2 separate regions of the Danio rerio genome follow, and region 1 is linked to region 2. Evidence: chromatin contacts called from public HiCAR-type data. All regions are on one chromosome and are shown on one strand. Each heading gives the region's core, a stretch centred on a gene start, on an enhancer-like site or on the middle of the called end of the contact. The rest is flanking DNA. Distances are from core to core; before and after follow the strand shown. Region 1 holds the start of sdsl (serine dehydratase-like). Region 2 holds the start of gpr135 (G protein-coupled receptor 135).

Region 1 (5,279 bases), core at 173-2,672, 170 kb after region 2:
AAAATAAGTTCCTAAAGGAAATAACTAGATTTAATACTTTTCTTGATGAAATTTCATTCAATATTGAATTTCTTAAGCTTATTAATAATGAGATGAATACGTTATTTAAAGCTTATGATATTCTTTTTTCTTAATGATTGATGCTTTCACTTCAATACAGTGATTTTATTTTTTTAAGATTCAATTAAAAAAATGTATTGCACACATATGTCAAATTTAATGCAAAAGTGACAGGACTGACAGAAACATGGGGACAATCGTAAATGTATTTGTATTATATATTTGCCGCTTTTTTTTTTGTAGAATTATTTATCATTTTTTGTTGTTAATCAATCGATGTGAATGATAACAACTTAAACTTGCTATTTTTGAAGTATTTCTTCCTAAAAGACAGTTTTTAGCAATAACAAAACTATTATAGCTGTAGGTTCAATTGGGCTGAGGACAAGGACAATGACAGAGTTTGTACATTAAAGTGTTTTAAATAAAGAAAAAAACCTAAGAAACAAATGAATGACATATTCCTTTACAGAACAGCTCACAGAAATCAAAAATCAGTCCATTTTAGAAATTTTTGGGATGAAATACTTTTAATTCACTGTAAATTTTTCTATTTTAGGTACAGATAATGTACGTCTCTGGTGGAATGAGCCAAAGAAACATCTATACACGAATGGAAAAAAACGAATGTTCATCATTTCACTCACCTGAAGAACAAATTACACCTCTAGACTTATTAGAGCTTGCAACCTTATAAATGAATAAAAACATATTGTTATTTTTTGTACTCCTGGAAAAAAATATGCAGTTCTTCCTAGAGGACACCAGAGGGTAGTGCGAACACACTATACAGGCCTGAACGTGCTCCGAACGTATTAAAATTTAATAATGTAAACTAATTTTAAAATACGTAATGGGTGACATTTATATACAGTTATATGTTTTTCAAGAAATTTGGTTCTTAACTTTTAGAAACAAGCAACATTTTTCCTCACATTTTGACACATGTATCCTATTCCACGGATTTTGAAGGAACCGGCGGGCTGTGAGCTCTCCATCTTCAGATACACGGTGCTACCCACCAACTTGGACATGCCCGTGCTCTCGAGAAGTGGGGTGACGACGTGAAATCCATTTTGCTTTGACATTTTTTCCTCAAAATGTTCTGCAATGCAAACAGATAAGAAGGGAGAGAGAGCAAACAACAATGTCCCATTACGGTTGGTAAACAACCTTAGCACAAACTGACGAACATAAAACATGATCGATTTCGCGCGCTTTTCATCTCAAGTCTGAGTTTTACACATAAAAAGTACAATGTCTTACTTGTTAATTTGCTGTTTGATAGTCCACTCACCTATTCCGTTGCTAGACGATTCTCTTTAGCATGAGCACTGCCGAGGAGCTCAAAGTTCATTTGCTGACAATAAAGCAATCGGGCACTAATGAACTAATGTCCAAAGATGCTAGATAAACCTCAACAGCTTGCGAAATTATGTAATGTAGGGTAAACTTGGGTTATTCATTTATGAGAAACTGTTCTCAAAGATATCGTAAAAGTAACGTAAAACAGTCTGGGATAGTGCTTAACTTGCATTTAATATTATGTTTATAGTCATACTGATTGCTAACAGTTGTCCACCTCGATAAACATAGGATTTTATAGTCAAACTATAGTAATGAAACAAAACAATGAGAAAAAAACTTAGTAGCCTATCAGTAATGTGCATATCGAACTACACAACAAGGCCATCATTATATATATTGATATTTCAAGACTAAACCCCCAAAGGCATTTTACTTGTGCTCAGTACACAGCATCACTATAAAACACATGCTTTGAAAAATAGAGCCAGTACAACTTATGACTTTGTCCCAATGTGGAAATTTTATTGTGCACATATACATGACATTACATAAACTGCTCTTGTATGGCAGCACAAACACTCGGCAGATCCTGGCTCTTTTGGCAGCCATAAAAGCTTATATCAAGCTGTTTAAAGAATTTCTTTTTACTTCCATTAAATAAAGAACCCTTAAAAGGGAATCATGTAGCATAAAAAAATATCAAGCCTGACTTAAATTAAGCATAGGAATATGCTATAGGTTTTGTGTGATATGTTGACAGTATCCCCTGTTGAAGAACAGCCACTGTATTAGTCATGTCATCAGTTTTCTTCCAGCACCCAAGTCACAAATGACTACACAATTTCACCTCCTCAAGCCCATATAATCCTCAACACACACAAACATACATACATACATGTTTCCATAACAGGCCACTTCCTTATCATCCATCAGTAGCTTGACCAGCCTCAAGGCCTCTTTGTAAACACTTTCCAGCACCTTCCTTCCTTTTCCCTGAATCAGCGACTTCCTAACCGTGGGAAATGAAACTTCAGTTCCATTGGTTTCCTCTTTGCCTGATAATACCCACAGAGCACGAAACATTGGAATCCAAGACCGCATACTCTGTCACCAACTCTTATCATCATGTCACATGCACTTCCCACTCTTACAGAACACATCCCACTCTGAAACACTCACAAACGCACACATACTCAGGAGGTCTGTGCTGTGGAAGAGGACAGAATAGCTAACATGTTCCTCAACAGAGATATGGGTGAGAGGGACACTGCAAAAACAACACATCATAGTGACGAATAAATCTGGGATGCAAACAGAAGACCACTGAATTCCCCGCTCATGGGTAAATCCATCTTGTCCGACACCAGACGTGCTCCATCATCTTGCCACCCCTGTGGGCTCTGTGTTGTGGTGACGGCAAAGACAGGGCAGGGCAGCATCCCACAGTTTCATGCCAAGTGCTGTGTATAATACTGTCTCTTCAGGCCATCTATGCCAAAGAACGTTGCCTGGGTTTGATTCTTGGGTACAGCTGGAAAAACAAGAATGAACAGCAACTTCCAAATTAAGAAGATACTTTGCAAACTATTTACAACTTCCTAATTAAAATTTGAACAAAATATTTTAATGCACAAAATTAGGGCTGCACAATATTGGGATAAATTGCAATATGAATACTACTGATGGGTCATTCTTTTTTAAAAATTTTTTGGGGGGGGGGTTTACCTTTAATGTAAAGGACAGTAGAGATTATCGACAGGAAAGCATAGGGAGCAGAGGGGAAGGATCGGCATAGGACCGTGAGGTGGGAATTGAACTCGGGTCGCCGTGAGCACCGCAGTGCATGTGTCGATGCCCTAACCACTACACCACTGGTGCCGACGTGATATGTCGTTCTTGAACTATTTGGTTATTTTGAGAAAATCTTTGTACAACTCGAGAACAATGTGTCCTTTCAGAGTAATTTGTCCATTTGCGCATGTCCCCATTCGTGCAGGTGGAGTAGAAGATTGGTTCCTTTTTTGAGTCTTCTATCGGTCATCTATAGCTCTTCTATAAGTCATTCATTCATCACGTGAAAGACAGAAGCCAATCATATGCATTTAGAGCCGGAAAAAGATTTGATCTGTTCATTTCTCGAGTCCTCATTTTTAGTTGTTCTTTCATCTTGTGAATGATAGAAGCCAAAAGTATATATTTAGAGCCGGAAAAAGATTTGATTCGTTCATCTCAAGTCCTAGGTTTGAGTTATTCATTCATCACATGAAAGACAGAAGTCAATCATATGCATTTAGAGTCGGAAAAAGATTTGATTCGTTCATCTCTCAAGTCCTAGGTTTGAGTAATTAATTCTTCATGTGAAAGACAGAAGTCAATTATATGCATTTAGAGCAGAGAAATTATCTGATCCGTTCGTTTCTCGAGTCTTTGATTTGAGTCATCTCTCTTCACATGCTGTCACGTGATGAATGAATGACTCAATAACCAGAAGACTCTAAAGGTGAACTAAACTTGGCTCTTTTCAGCTCAGACTGTGTGCATTGGTTAAGACTGTCAGTGTAAAGTGAACAAACTACTCAAATTTATAGACATGTCAGAAGAGGTGACCTGACATAATAGACTTAAGACTAGGTAAACAGTATATAATTGTTTTTTTCTTTCTTATAGCACTCTAGTTATGACTTGTTTGTAGTGTGATCAACGTTTGGTGTAGTGGTAGATGCGTTTGGAAGCAACTTTAATCATTTTAATAGTATTTTAGCGAAATTAACTAAATGACTTGAAAAAAGATGTTCATCTCACTGAACGAGACTCAAGGGTCAGAGTCAGTAAAATAATCCGAACTGCCCATCACTTCTAAATACAATTTTACCAGATGACTTGAATAGCTAATTCTTAGAAAGAATTTATTATTTTATAATTATTTGGGTGATTTTGAAATAAAGCTACAAACTTTTTTACAAAATTTTTTCTGCCTGAACTTGCTTGAAATGCATGTCTCACAGTCCATAAAAACACATGCAAATGATAACCTTTCTCTCTATTATGGTTAAACTTTGCAATGTCTCCAGAAATCACATGTGTTCTAAATTGTGGTGCCCAGTCAATAATTATCCCATCTTGAAATGGCACATACTGTAACTGTGGATGTGCACATTGCATTGTTGATGCTGAAATGATATTTTGTGCAGCCCTAGAGCAAAGAAATAAATGAGCTTATGCAGATATCTTACCCCTAACAAGTTGCGTGGTACATAGCCCTCTTTGTCATTTACTTTGGCCCACCACCATTCTGTCTCGCTGTCGTCCCTACGACTCATTATAGTGAGAGCATCACCTTCACGAAAAGACAGCTCATCTGCACTTTGAGCTTCATAGTCCCACAGGGCATAAACAGTCCCTTTATTCATTACCCCCAGTTTCTCCTGCACACCTGGAATAAAAAGAAAAACTTAGCTTTAAAAATCAGGAACCGTTATGAAACTACACCCTTAACAATAAGTATAAAAAATGTTTTTGGAAATTACCGTAAAGAAACTGAGAGCACTGGACATAACCTTCCTCCATCTCTTCACACTTGTCTGCTGCCGTCTCCACGTCACTGATAGTAGTGGCAAAAATGGCAGCTCCAGATTCCACCAGCAATTTACAAAGATGAACATTGTTGCATGAAGCTGCACAATGAAGGGGTGTCCTGGTCACAAGAGAGATCATAAATTAGAAACTAACGACATCGCTTTATAGGTAAAAAATTTGTTTGTACAAAATAAAATGAAAACATCAAGTATTCTTTAATACAGGCAAATTTCAGGAGGTAAACTATCAGAAAAGGTGATACTCCTTACCATCCATCGCTATCAGCTGCATTAACGTTGACCCCAAAATCCAGCAGGAATTTTACAATATGGTGA
Region 2 (5,293 bases), core at 2,078-4,577:
ATATATGATTGAGCAAGGCAACTTTTTTTACCACTGAAAAAACTGACTCTTGATTTGCATCAGAGATCTGAAGTGTTTGGGTGCATATGTTCCACTCTCTGGGTCTTTAGGATCCTCTAAGACTAGCCTTTGTCTTTCTAATCTTCTTTTGTTTCTGTTTTTGCTCTTAAGAATGTGTATGCAATTGAATGCGTGACAAGAACTTCTGTACAGGTTACAAGATATCAGTACCATAGTTGTTTATTTGTGAAAAGTTTAATAAAGAATAAATTAAAAAAAGAGATTTTTATATTGAAAAAACATTTGCCACCAAATGTAAAAAAATAAATAAATAAAATTGTACTGTCCAATTTTTGTGCAAGAAATCTATGCAAATAAGCACATTTTAATCAATTAAGTGAAGCTTCATTTGCATATTAAAACATAACATTTTAGTAAACTTGCAAACTTACAAAAGTAATACAAACATGTTTACAAGTCCTAAAGCAACCAATCAACGGAGGAAGTATAGTGATAAAGTCTTTTTTTACTCTATTCGCCTGCAGTCCCTTTAATAAGTACACATGCTTGTTTACTCAAATGTCTATTCAGCAAATCACATTGCTCTAACTTGAACCATTAATGCATGTAGATTTGGTCAAGATGATCTGCTGAAGTTCAAACCAAGCATCAGAAAAAATATACTGAAAATTTCTTGGTTAATGGTGCTGGACAGATTAGTATTATTTAGTATTATATTAGAGATTTACAGAGAATAGTTCAAAACCCCTACAGAATGTTTCTGGCACCTTATTAAATCTATACCACTTAGAAAAGGCAGTTCAACAAAGTCAGTTTATACTGTTTTCCATTTTAAAATATTACTTATAAATACAGCTTATTACCTCTTTTTCCCAGAATACCACTCGATAAAGAACCAGTGCAGGACCAGAGGCAGCATTGCCATGAAGCCCAGGTACAGCCAGTCATAGAGATCAGGAGATCCAGTGCATTTCATACAGATCTTCTCCAAGTTCGTCCTCTCGCCACGAGGACAAACCTTTATAATAAAAAATGGCAAAATCACTTCAAAACAAAGTAAATCCAGTCCACTGTGCAATCAAATCTATCAATACGAGCAAAATTGCTCTTGAATGACCAGGAAAAGTTTAAAACTTTAAATATGATCCACTAGTAAACATCATTTAATGCATTAACTAACTATAAGCAATATGTTTGTTATTGTAATACATATGTCATGCAGCTACATTAGTTGTAAAGTTATGGTCCTAAATTATTCATCTTTTATAATATAAAATAAATAAAACAATTAAAATACAACTGTTTAGTGTTTAACTGTTAATGTTCATAAATAATCCAAAATTCAATACAATATCATTTAGTCAATGGAAATCTTCATCGAACATGGATATTCAGCATGCACTGGGGCGGTTTGCTGCCAAGTGTGATGCGGCTGGGATGAAAATCCGCACCTCTAAGTCCGAGGCCATGGTGCTCCACCAGAAAAAGGTGGTTTTGGCATCTCCAGGTAGGAGAAAAGTCCTTACCCCAGGTGGAGGAGTTCAAGTATCTTGGGGTTTTGTTCACGAGTGAGGGAAGGATGGAGCATGAAATTGACAGGCGGATCGGTGCAGTGGCAGCGGTAATGCAGTCGATGTATCGGTCTGCTGTGGTAAAGAAGGAGCTGAGCCGAAAGGCTAAGCTCTCAATTTACAGGTCAATCTACGTTCCTACTCTCACCTATGGTCATGAGTATTGGGTCATGACCGAAAGGACAAGATCTCGTATACCCTTAAAGACAGGGTGAGGAGGTCTGTCACCCCGGAGGAGCTCAGAGTAGAGCTGCTGCTCCTCCACATCGAGAGAAGTCAGCTGAGGTGGCTTGGGCATCTGTTTCGGATGCTTCCTGGAGGCCTACCTAGGGAGGTGTTCCAGGCAGCATATCCCACCAGGAGGACGCCTCAAGGAGGACCCATGACACACTGGAGAGACTATGTCTCTCGGCTGGCCTGGGAATGCCTCGAGATACCCCTACAGGAGCTGGAGGAAGTGTCTGGGGAGAGGGAAGTCTGGGGTTCTCTTCTAAGACTGCTGCCTCCGTGACCCAACCCAAGATAAGCAAATGAAAATGACATGACATGATGACATGGCATTTTAAACGAATGTAACTTAGTGAAGTAAGGCTACAGTATTGAGGTAAAGTTGGTATAATTTTCACACATTCGGACTTTGTCCTTTATAATATAATTTAATTAAAGTATTATTTGCAAATTCATAATAGTGAAATCATATTAGCAGCCAACAACTGCGGGGCAAGTGTGGGGCAGAACGGTGGTGCACATTCGCCCCACAGCAAGAAGGTCGCCGGTTCGAGCCTCAGCTGGGTCAGTTGGTGTTTCTGTGTGGAGTTTGCATGTTCTCCCTGTGCTCGCATGGGTTTCCTCCGGGTGGCTCCGGTTTCCAAAGACATGCGGTACAGGTGGATAAGTTGGCGGTTCATTTCGTGTGGCGACTCCAGATTAATAAAGGGACTAAGCCGAAAAGAAAATGAATGAATGAATAAATAAACTACAACATTGTTCACAGTCAATTAAATAGTGCTGATGTTGCTTTGAAGTCATATTTATAGGTGATTTCAGTCTGAATATTGAAAGTACCATGGTTAACAATATAGGGAGCGTGTCACAATTTGTCACTGACCTAATGTGTATGAAATAAAACCAACTTTACCTGAATCAGAGTGAGCATGTAGACAAAACAACTGCGCTTATTGATTTTTCAACAATGTTATTCATACAAACTATTAAATTAGAGCACATTGTAATATAAATTATGTGTGGTTTACTTGAACAGACTGATGTAAAAATGAGAAACTTACCCCACATTCTCCCCATATATCAGTAGTATCATTAATGCTGGTTCTTCCACAGTAAAGTCCAGGACAAGTGGAGCTCATTGCCACGGCTGTAATACACGCAGAAAAAAACACCATCAAATAATGAAGACAATAATAATATAACAACAACAACAACAACAACAACAACAACAAAACAATAACGTCATCTTATTCAAATGTTGTTATGGCAGCAAACTATACAGCGACGTAATTAACAGCAAGAAATCAACGCTGAATCGCATTCTCATAAGATGTCTGCATTTAATATTGGCTGTTTTAACATACCCATTTCATAAGCAGCATTACAAACCGAGCAATCGCCCAGTTTATTTAATTAGTTGGTTTTAAACTGCAGTTACCAAACCCGACGTAAGAGAAACCGGAAGAATGTCTCCGTCTTCTTCATGTAATGCGGGAGGAATTGCCAAAGGTCAACTGTTACACAGCGCCGCTCTCTGGTGTACAAGTATGAGTCTAAAATGCTCAGTAATTGAATAATGTTTTCAGAAATGTCCGCTAAATAGTGCATTCTGTGTAATTTTACCATTGCCCTTTTAGCTACTGTTGCCTACAGCTTTTTCTTGCTGGGTAAGTGCCTCATTTTATATCGGTTAGTTCTAGGAATCCACACATAGGCTAATGTTTAGCTTTTTGTAACGTGTTTGTAACGTGTTTAGCTGTTTGTTTTTGTTTTGTTTATTTACCTATGGAAAATGTGCAATTATTTACAATCATTTCAGTAATATGTTAACTAATGTGCACATTTAAATGCTTTATTTACAATACAGTTTGGAAAGTATTATTTCCTGTCTTTTAGTAGATATAGTAGCCTATATAGATGTCTTGCTTTGTTTATAACAAAGTAGTGGATCTAATTGAATCTGCATTGTGTTATTATTTTTAAAAAGTTATTTTTTTTATTGTTTTTATTATTATCTTTTTTATTATTTTATTATTTTTTTACAAAATTTCGCACTGAAATAGTAAAGAATATCTGCAGTTTCTGTCTGGCACTGTTCCTGTATAGGTTACTGTATGCAGACAGTCACGTAAGCTATACTTTTGTCACATAAGCTTTTGTTTTTCACCTGCTGAACAGTATAAAGGCCATTCTTCCTCTACAGGCATTTTTAGCCTTGTGAAGTTGAGTAAAAAAAACTTGTTCAAAATTAACTTAACATAGCCTCATAAGTTTAAACTATTTGTCTAGTTTTAAGATCTGTAAGAGGACAAACTTGGATAAGAAGAGAAACATTTTTTCCATCATGAACTGAACAAATGTCAATCCTACCACATCTTAATATACAGCTTTGATTTCAAAATGAAATAAATAATGGCAGTCAAACATTGTCTAAGATCATTTTTGCATGAAGTTTAACCAATCTTTCCACAATATATAATAATAATAATACATTTGTCAATGAAATAAATTAGTTGTATGCTAAATTTTACACCTGTCACACTCTAAAATTTAATATTAATTTGGTTAAGAGTTTATTAGAAAATAAATAAACTGAATTTGTATATTAAACAGAGCATGGACTTATAAATTGTGAACACACTTTTAATGTGTGATGAGAACTTTTTAAATATATTTTTTTAAATGTGTGTGGTGATGGAAAAGACAGTGGTGGAAATGACATTTCAACAGTTTATTGTGAAAAAATGAAAATAGCTTCACCCATTAGCTTTGAATTAATACTACCCTTTCATGTATACAAAACATTCTTATTTATTTGGTTTTTAAAAGCATCTTTGAAGATACAGCATGTTTGGAAACAACGTAGAATAAATGTATTTCCTTATATCAAGCAATATTTACCTTGATTTTTCTTCAAGTGTTGTTGACAAAAATGTAAATTCCCTCCATCTTGAACATGTTCTCAGATGGCACTATTAATTTTCATAGAAACCGCCTAAATAATCTGTCACACAAACTTTTTAAAGTGACATTGCAGTGTTGTGGTGGAAATGACACTGATACTGTGCGACAGCTATATTTTGAATAAAAAAATAATATTGATAATAGTTTCACTTTAATAGCTATAAAATATTTAAATTATTTCACTAGTGCGTAATTAAGATACATTAATAGATACCAGATAAATCTTATTTTAAAATGTTATCTTTATTGTTGATGTTTAAAACTCTGGCTGTGGGACAAGGCAAAAAACAGTGATTTTGACACCTAAAAGGAGGTTGAATAATATATTTTAAAAATTTAATCGAACTTTAGTTAAAAAATTTTAAGTAGGTTTTATTGTTAGTTTGACAAAGAAAGAGAAATTTAAACAAAATTATATATATATATATATATATATATATATATATATATATATATATATATATATATATATATATATTTTTTTTTTTTTTTTTTTTTTTTTTTTTTTTGGA

The links. HiCAR-type assays count read pairs that join an accessible place to other places.
Region 1: a HiCAR-type map of caudal fin shows a contact between it and region 2, with 4 times the contacts expected there. The contact joins the promoter of sdsl here to the promoter of gpr135 in region 2. A contact is called at or near these places in 1 of 18 Hi-C or Micro-C datasets (embryo) and 1 of 4 datasets of contacts at active chromatin or transcription factors (caudal fin).

The regions. Positions count from the first base shown.
Region 1 is chr17:15,864,840-15,870,118 of GRCz12tu, forward strand. It overlaps sdsl (serine dehydratase-like), which reads right to left and starts at 1,423. Exons shown (of 8, transcript NM_001327936.1): 1 at 1,358-1,423; 2 at 996-1,165; 3 at 708-750. The coding sequence starts at 1,148. It overlaps ppp1r13ba (protein phosphatase 1, regulatory subunit 13Ba), which reads right to left. Exons shown (of 18, transcript NM_001204257.1): 15 at 5,214-5,279; 16 at 4,896-5,062; 17 at 4,602-4,801; 18 at 1,866-2,899. The coding sequence ends at 2,858.
Region 2 is chr17:15,692,153-15,697,445 of GRCz12tu, forward strand. It overlaps gpr135 (G protein-coupled receptor 135), which reads left to right and starts at 3,328. Exons shown (of 2, transcript XM_073928247.1): 1 at 3,328-3,484. jkamp (jnk1/mapk8 associated membrane protein) reads right to left here and starts at 3,270. Exons shown (of 7, transcript NM_200482.2): 1 at 3,182-3,270; 2 at 2,879-2,964; 3 at 885-1,039. The coding sequence starts at 3,185. ccdc175 (coiled-coil domain containing 175) reads left to right here. Exons shown (of 20, transcript XR_012393258.1): 20 at 898-1,082.